Linked DNA regions of Zea mays: all the other regions are linked to region 1. The links are chromatin contacts, called in public Hi-C maps. All regions are on one chromosome and are shown on one strand. The core of a region is the stretch at or near the end of the contact, and the rest is flanking DNA. Distances in the headings are between cores, read along the strand shown.

Evidence for each region. A called contact is a pair of places that touch in the nucleus more often than the background predicts.
Region 2: a Hi-C map of root tip shows a contact between it and region 1, with 3 times the contacts expected there. The contact joins the promoter of LOC100285504 here to the promoter of LOC100193079 in region 1. A contact is called at or near these places in 6 of 25 Hi-C or Micro-C datasets (bundle sheath, ear, endosperm and 3 more).
Region 3: a Hi-C map of tassel shows a contact between it and region 1, with 5 times the contacts expected there. The contact joins the promoter of LOC541883 here to the promoter of LOC100193079 in region 1. A contact is called at or near these places in 17 of 25 Hi-C or Micro-C datasets (bundle sheath, ear, endosperm and 6 more).

What each region holds. Positions count from the first base shown.
Region 1 is chr2:216,657,821-216,660,350 of Zm-B73-REFERENCE-NAM-5.0, forward strand. It overlaps LOC100193079, which reads left to right and starts at 1,262. Exons shown (of 6, transcript NM_001309866.1): 1 at 1,262-1,524; 2 at 1,609-1,731; 3 at 1,830-1,912; 4 at 2,028-2,137; 5 at 2,505-2,530. The coding sequence starts at 1,357. LOC100192874 (Agenet domain-containing protein) reads left to right here. Exons shown (of 7, transcript NM_001138062.1): 7 at 1-229. It also overlaps a transcript of LOC100216933 not described here.
Region 2 is chr2:216,862,973-216,865,502 of Zm-B73-REFERENCE-NAM-5.0, forward strand. LOC100285504 reads left to right here and starts at 1,263. Exons shown (of 4, transcript NM_001158396.2): 1 at 1,263-1,634; 2 at 1,729-1,833. The coding sequence starts at 1,422.
Region 3 is chr2:216,470,339-216,472,868 of Zm-B73-REFERENCE-NAM-5.0, forward strand. It overlaps LOC541883 (RPD3 histone deacetylase homolog), which reads left to right and starts at 1,264. Exons shown (of 13, transcript NM_001111549.2): 1 at 1,264-1,586. The coding sequence starts at 1,420.

The DNA.
Region 1 (2,530 bases), core at 12-2,511:
TGGATATGCTGAACACGGTCGAGACCAGGCTACAAACACCTCCTGGAGTGTACGCGGGAACTTAGCGACGACCTGCTGGCTTTTCCATCCGCTAGGCGGATGAAGTGGTTCTGATTACCCAAGGCGATTGGAAATACCTGTTGTTGCTGTACTGCTGTTTGTAGTCGCAGGAAACACTAGTCTTGCGCATAGAGATGAAACTGGTAAGTGCAAAAGAGGATCATCGGTTAAAGGCAGCGTCTCCGAACTGGTAAGTGCAATTCCCGTCAGCCTTAACCAAGGAATTGAAGTGGGGAAACACGAGTGTCTTCTTCTTGGAGGGGACCTGGTACGATCTGTTGGTGGTGATCCGAAAAGTTATGCATAGGACATAGGAGGGACGTAGGTTAGATGTAATGGATCATGAATTGTTACCACTAGGGTAGCAGCACAGCGGAAGAAAGGTGTGATACGGTAGAAGTAGTTATACGTACTCTACTTGCGTTTTTGCGTACCAATAGCAGGAACACGTCCATCCGACAACAGCAACAACATCTTCATGGTATCGAGGATGAAACCCCTACGACGTCGATGCGCTAGAACCATCCGCTGACGTTGATGTGCTAGAACCGCGTGCAGCGGGAGAAATGACCGTCTTGGGCACCCGCAACCATAGGAGACGATAACTAAGATGTCTCGTGAATCATAAAAGCCACTTCGTATATAGAGATCTCATGCTAATATACTTTTATCTTAGTGTTCTCATCAATCATAAAAGTCTCTTGGTCATATATTCAACAATCTCTTACTTGCATTAGAGTAAATCATATATGCAACAGTTCTAATCACTTAGATTTCTTGTTAGGTTCATAAGCAAAAATCATTTTTATCCATTAGTCAATAGCAGTAATATTTTTTTGGTACACATAGAACATCGTTATTTTATACTTATTTTGTTTTTATTAAAAACTAAAATACATTTGAGCCTTACTAGCTAATTGGGTCCTGGAACGAGTTGGGCCAAAATCGCTAGAAGTTGTTTTATGAGCTATACCCAACAAAGACAGCGATAGGGTTGAGCTGAACCAGCCCAGGCCGCATGTGTGTGAGTGAACGGGTTTAGCGGTTTAGCCTAGCCAGGTTTCCTTTACTCTCCGCGAATCTGAGCCTGATCGGCCTAGTAGGCCCATAAAAGCACAATGGCATACCAATCTAGCCCAACTTGGCCGACGTCCTGCACACACAAAAGAAAAGAAAGACGGCCAGTTTCCCGCGGTTTGCCCGCGAAGGTGCCCCAACTTCCCGCCAGACACCGCTCCCGCTCTTCCACGCTGAGTAGGGAGAGCCGAGGCCCAACCTAGACGGATAGACGCGGAGATGTCTTCCTGGGACGCTGACGACTCGGCGGCGGCGTCCGCGGCCGAGGCGGCCACCACGGACGTCGAGCTGCTCAAGCGGGCGTGGCGCAACGAGAAGGCCGCGCCGGAGATCCTCCGCTTCGACTCGCCCCTCGTCTCTCGCGTCCGCGAGCAGACCCAGCTCCTCGTACGTCCTCCTTCTCGCCGCCCTCCTCCTCCCTCTTGCTACTTCTCCGGCTCTGATGCGGATTCGCTCCCGCGGTGCCGCCAGGAGGAGACGCTGGACGACTTCGCCGACAGTGGCGTCGACGACCTGGTGGTCTCGCTCTACCAGATGGACCTCGACCGCACGCTCTTCCTCCTCCGCTCCTACCTCCGCCTCCGCCTGCAGAAGGTTGGTTCGGAACCTCCTAGCCCGATGTCTGTACTGTGCCTGCAGTGAACAAACCCAATCGCCTCGCCAATCTGATCTTGTTGCGTTGCTGGCTGCAGATCGAGAAGTACACGATGCACATCTCCCGCTCCGAAGACCTCCTCAGCCGGCTGTCCCAGCAGGAGCGCCGGTTTGCCAAGAGGTAATCTTCTGACGTGTGCTATGTGGCTGGGGTATTTGCCGCCGTTGTTTGTGCTGCCTTGTGGATTGTCCCGGTTCTGATGGCAAAGAATGTACTGTGATTGGCCTGTACCAAGTTGCGCGGAGATCATGGAGAAGCATCTGGAGCAGTCGGTGCTGTCGAAGCTCCCGTACGGGTATGACTCGGTTTCCAGGCAGTCGCTGTCGAGCACTGAGGATGACATGGGTACCTGATCTTTACCAATTACCGCGTTCCTTGTTTTGATGCTATACAGCTATGCTATTCTTGTTGTTTGCTGATTCAGCCGCGAGCTGTCGTTTCGTGATTACATACATTGCATGGGCTTCTAAATCTGATTACGCGAGCTGTCATTCCTGATTGGACTGTTCCACACCAAATCAGCATGAAATCTGCATAAAGGTCATGCTTTTATGGGCGGCCTATTTATGCAACATCATTTACATGCTTCTTATTACTGAAAACAGTAGTATAATTTAATATAATAATGATATGCAGCAAGCGTGCTTTCAGAGATGTTCATGTAATCGGCTACTAGCAGCCATCTGATTCTGTTTTCAAATACCATGTTCAGTGCCGGAGCCTCAGCTTGACACCTTC
Region 2 (2,530 bases), core at 13-2,512, 210 kb after region 1:
TTGATTATTTTCAATGGAGTAACGTCGAGTAATGGAGTGGAACCGGGCGGGCGACAACTAACCTCGGGGCGGCGGAGCTTGAGTCAATGACGACGCCATGGAGTCGGGAACCTAGCCATGGGGCGGATCTGGTCGAGGACTCGAGGGTGTCAAATGTGGGGTGAAGGGTGAGACCGCATTTTAGAAATCGCGAGAGTGAGTCCATGATAGGAGAAAGCAACAGAAGTGGGTGAAAAGCATGGTGTTTGAACCAAACATACTAGACTACATGCACTCAGCTAGGTTAGTTAGAGCCAGGCTCACCAGAACGAGCTAGGCTCACTCACACAAGCAATCAAACACATTGTAAGTGACTTCTAGGGATCTGTTTGTGAGTAAAGTATTTCTATAGTTTCTAGACAATATCATGTTTTTAATAATACTATAGTATTTTATGTTATAAAGTGTTTTGTTTGTATTCATGAAAACTATGTTTTTAAAATCATTGTATTTTAGACATCATGTTATTTGTGGTATTAGAAACTCCACTACAATCCAAAGTATTTATGACATGATTAGCTTTTGCCTAATAATATAGTTTGCAATGTTGTACCAAACAATATATTCTCAACATCTGGTATTTTTAGAGCTGACCAAAACTATAGTATTATCATAACAACTATAAAGTACAATATTGTAAAACCATATTTTTTGAGACATTGTTGCCAAATAGGCACTGATCCTAACCAAACAAGGCCCTGCTTGTTTGTTGAGGATATTGACTTAGGAATCGTTCCTGCTCATTAAAACTTATATCAATTACACAAGTAATCTGACTAGAAATCGTTTTAGTTCATCGTTTCACGGAAACCGAACGAGCCAAGGCATACAACTATTATGCTCTATTTGGATGTCAATATTAGAAGATATGAAATTGAATTGAGTTTAATACCAAATTAGCCATAGCATTGAAATAAAATATAATTCTGATTCTATTGTTTGGATGTCACTGAATTGAAGTTTTGAATTGATTTCACCCAATACAGAAGGCTTACACTCTATATTAGAAGAGGTGGTTTCTAGTTATAATCTTATTGTAAGAACTTGGATCTCTGATTTTAAATCTTAATTTCATATGTAACTAAATAACAGATTTTAAGAAAACTGATTTCAATTTTTAATTCAGTGTTCCAATAGCTACATGCAAACAGGTATTAAAATCAGATCGGAGTATCGGACTCTCGTATCCGAGTCGATCTCCGCTCCGGTGGCGATCGGAGGGCACGAGCACGATGACAGGTGGGTCCCGCTGCCTCGCGGGCACGGTGCACCGTTGGATTCGTTCCATGGTCTACATGCCAGTGAGAAAGTGCACGGGGACTCTAGAGTAAACCCCGGTGCCACCGACGGCGGCGGCGACGAATCGAGCAGGCGCGGCGGCCATGGCGGCGGCGGTTGAGAGCGTGGTGGTGGTCCATAACGTGGCGAAGCGGCACAACGTGGGGACGCTGGCGCGGAGCGCGACGGCGTTCGGCGTCGCGGAGGTGGTCGTCGTCGGCCGCCGCGATGTCAGCGCCTTTGGCAGCCATGGCGCCACCTCGCACCTTCGCTTCCGTCACTTCGTCTCTCTCGCGCTCGCCCGCGCCTACCTCAAGGCAAGCAGGCGAGCAGATCCTGGCCTCTCCAACCCCTAAACCCTATCCTTTTGCTTCGTTTTTGCCCGACATGTGTTTTTTCGTGTCGTTGCAGGATGAGAGAGGATGTGACATTTGCGGCGTGGAAATCACCGACGACGCGCAGCCGGTGACCGCCCACCCGTTCCGTCGGAGCACTGCGTTCCTCTTCGGCAATGAGGTTGGTCGAATTCTCCGCATTCAGCACCGATTTTATTTTTTTCGTGTGCGATGCGATTTAGAACGAAAGAAATGGTGGTACCGCTCAATTTCGTGGGCTGGAAGGAAAATAATTAGCTCCTAGTCTCATATTCACTGTCATTTTCTCTTGTTCGTTGGCCATAGGAACAATTATATATTGTTCAGAAGACCATATCCCTTCAAAATAGTTCGTTGTGATATTTCTATTAGGCATCTGTTGAAGGCAATACTATGTAGTATAATTAACTTGCTTCACCAGAGTGCAAATGTAAAGAAAAATGCATCTCTTGTTCTCTTACACGAACACCGCAAACTGTAGTGTTTATGTCAGTTGCAGAATACCGTTGGATAGCATGAAAACATGTTAGCTGGGGATGTGATTTAGATGCTGCTAGTGAAATTCTATAAGTGCTGCTGTATGATGCTATCCTAACTTTCTATCGCTTCCAAATACTAGAATATGGGAATCTGTTAAAATACCACTGGACATTAGCTTGACCAAGTTGTAATACAATGTAATAGTTAACTTAAATAAGGGTACCATTTGAAGTTATTGTTCTGCCACCAAAGCCAAATACCAAAACAGGCAGAGGAAAGAAGAAATTAGCCCTGTGCGGCTGTGCCTCAGGGCAGAAGCCAGAAAGAATGCCATGGCCTTACATGAATATAAGCATAGG
Region 3 (2,530 bases), core at 14-2,513, 190 kb before region 1:
CAAGGTTTTGTTGGATACATGACCTAATTGTTAGCTAGCTAAAGTTGACATTAGTTAGAAGCTTTCACTATAATAATATTTTGAGTAAAGTGCGCTGATGGCCCCCTAAACTTGTTCACGTGTGTCAAGCCGATATCTAAACTCTCAGAGTAGTTGATTAGACCCCTAAACATTGTTCCGATACCATTTTAGTCCAATCGGATGTGAACATGATCTAATTAGCTGACGTGGGAAGACGTTGCACGACCTTGCCACATGGCCGCCTCCTCGTCTTCGCCACATTCTACTCCGATGATGCCGTGCCACATGGACGACACGGTGGCAATGCCACGTTAGCTACCAAGTCCTGTTCACATCGGATTGGACTAAAATGACACCAGAATAATGTTTAGGAACATAATTGACTATTCCGAGAGTTTAGGCACTGACTTGACACATCTAAACAAGTTTAGAGATCACTATCACACTTTACTCAATACTTCTTTTGTTCTCGAATAGTTTTCGTTTTAACTCTTTTTATGTCTATATTCAAATCGATGATGATGAATGTATATATATATATATATATCAGATATTGTATGAATTTATTAGTTACCTAAAACAAAATTTATTTTGGGACAAATAGAGTATTCTTTTTGGATGGAGGGAGATGGCATTTTTGAGGGAGCAAGTACGACGCCTATGGCGAGACCTCCCCTCCTCTCGATTTAGGATGCATTTAGTCACGGAAGAGCTGTGATAGATATGATAGGGACGTCCCCTGGCGTTCTCTCTCGTCCCTCCAATGTTAAAAGATAACACTGGGATAGTTTTATTTCAACCCCTAATTTTGAACCAAACTATCTTATTTAAGAGATCATTCTATCTTATTCAATTCTGTCATTACACCCAAACACATGTTTAGTTAGTGACGCTAGCGTTTATCTACTCATGCAACGGTTGAGGGATTCCGCTATACCTCCCGTACGGTAGAGCGATATTCTCTCCCCTTGCTTCTGTCGAGAGAGAAAATTGATATTATACATTTGAGGTGGAGTATAGGGAAAATATAGAGAAAATAACTATAAAAATAGATGCTATAGAAGGACATAGATTGCTGATGTGGCACGAAAATGAAATACGAAAGATGAAATTTTTCTAAACATTAGTTCCTAAAAATCAAACACCACCTTAGACTAACCGTTGAACACCATCTGATCGAGCCAACACAACTCAAATGAAAGCCCGTCGCTACCACTCACAGGTCGGACCCACATCCGACATCAAGCCCTCCAACTGAGTCGTCGGAGCGGACGTCGAGTCGTCGATACGCCTGAACCCCAGCTTTCCACTCGCCTCGCTCGCCCCTTTCGCGTCCACCGACCCCGACCCCGACCCCGATCCCCGCCGGTGCTTCGCCACCCCGATCCCCACCGCGCGATGGCGGAGCCGGCTCCGGCTCCCCCGGTGACCGCGCCGCTGGTGGGGCTGCTGTACGACGAGCGGATGTGCGCGCACGCGACGCCCAACGGGGAGGAACACCCGGAGAACCCCGAGCGGCTGCGCTCCATCTGGCGCAAGCTCAACGCCGCGGGCGTCGCGTCCAGGTATGGCGCCAGAGGCCGCCCTCCCGCGCCCTTGTGTCGAGCTGTGAGAGTCGTGGTTTTGGTAGGGATGGGTGACTTGCACGGCGAACCGGTGCCCTTGGTGTTCCTTTTCCGTTCGAATTGCCTGGAACGAAACGAAAGCCTCCGCCGCCTGTGGGCCCATGACTCTTGCTTGACTCTGCTCTGAGTGCTCTCCCGATGTTGTTGCTGTGGCGGCCCATTTCGATCTGAAAATAACTTTATGAAACATTTGTGTTGAGCACCATATTTGGCACCTGGCATGGCCGGCCTCTACGGTCCGCACCCTCGCGACCAGATGAGAACGGGCGAGAATATTTATCTTCATGCGTGGTTATCCTAATCTATCAATGGAATCCGTTAGATCTCGCCTATGAACAGTTACAGACCTACTCCCCCATAAATATAAACGGGTACGACCGATTAAGAACACCCGAACATATTCAATCGAACTAATCTGCTTTATCTACCTTTCTTTATCAGTTCTGCCATATGAGTAGATGTAACATATTTTTAGTTGTAGCTTTCTATATATCTACATGCACCCCTATTCGACTCTACGTCGACTAGATCCGACTTAGTTGGCCTGCCGATCCCAAGACGACCCTTGGATCTCACCCTAACAAACCTGGTCATCTGCTAGGAGGGTGAATGTCTTTAGGTCTCTTCCTCGAGCTGATTTTTTAATCCTTAGGCAACATTACACCATCTGGGGACGCCCCGGATGGCCTGCTGACCCGAAGCACCTAGGATCTCTCCCTAGGGGGCGAGATATACATTCCCGCGAGGAGGAAGACGACACTGCGCCATTGTGGACCGTCCCGCACAGAGCGCGGATCGTCCGGAGCGACGCAGGGAAGGAGCCGCTCCTACAGTGAAATCGCGGACCGTCCGACTCAGGGCCGCGGACCGTCCGCGCTGCTGCA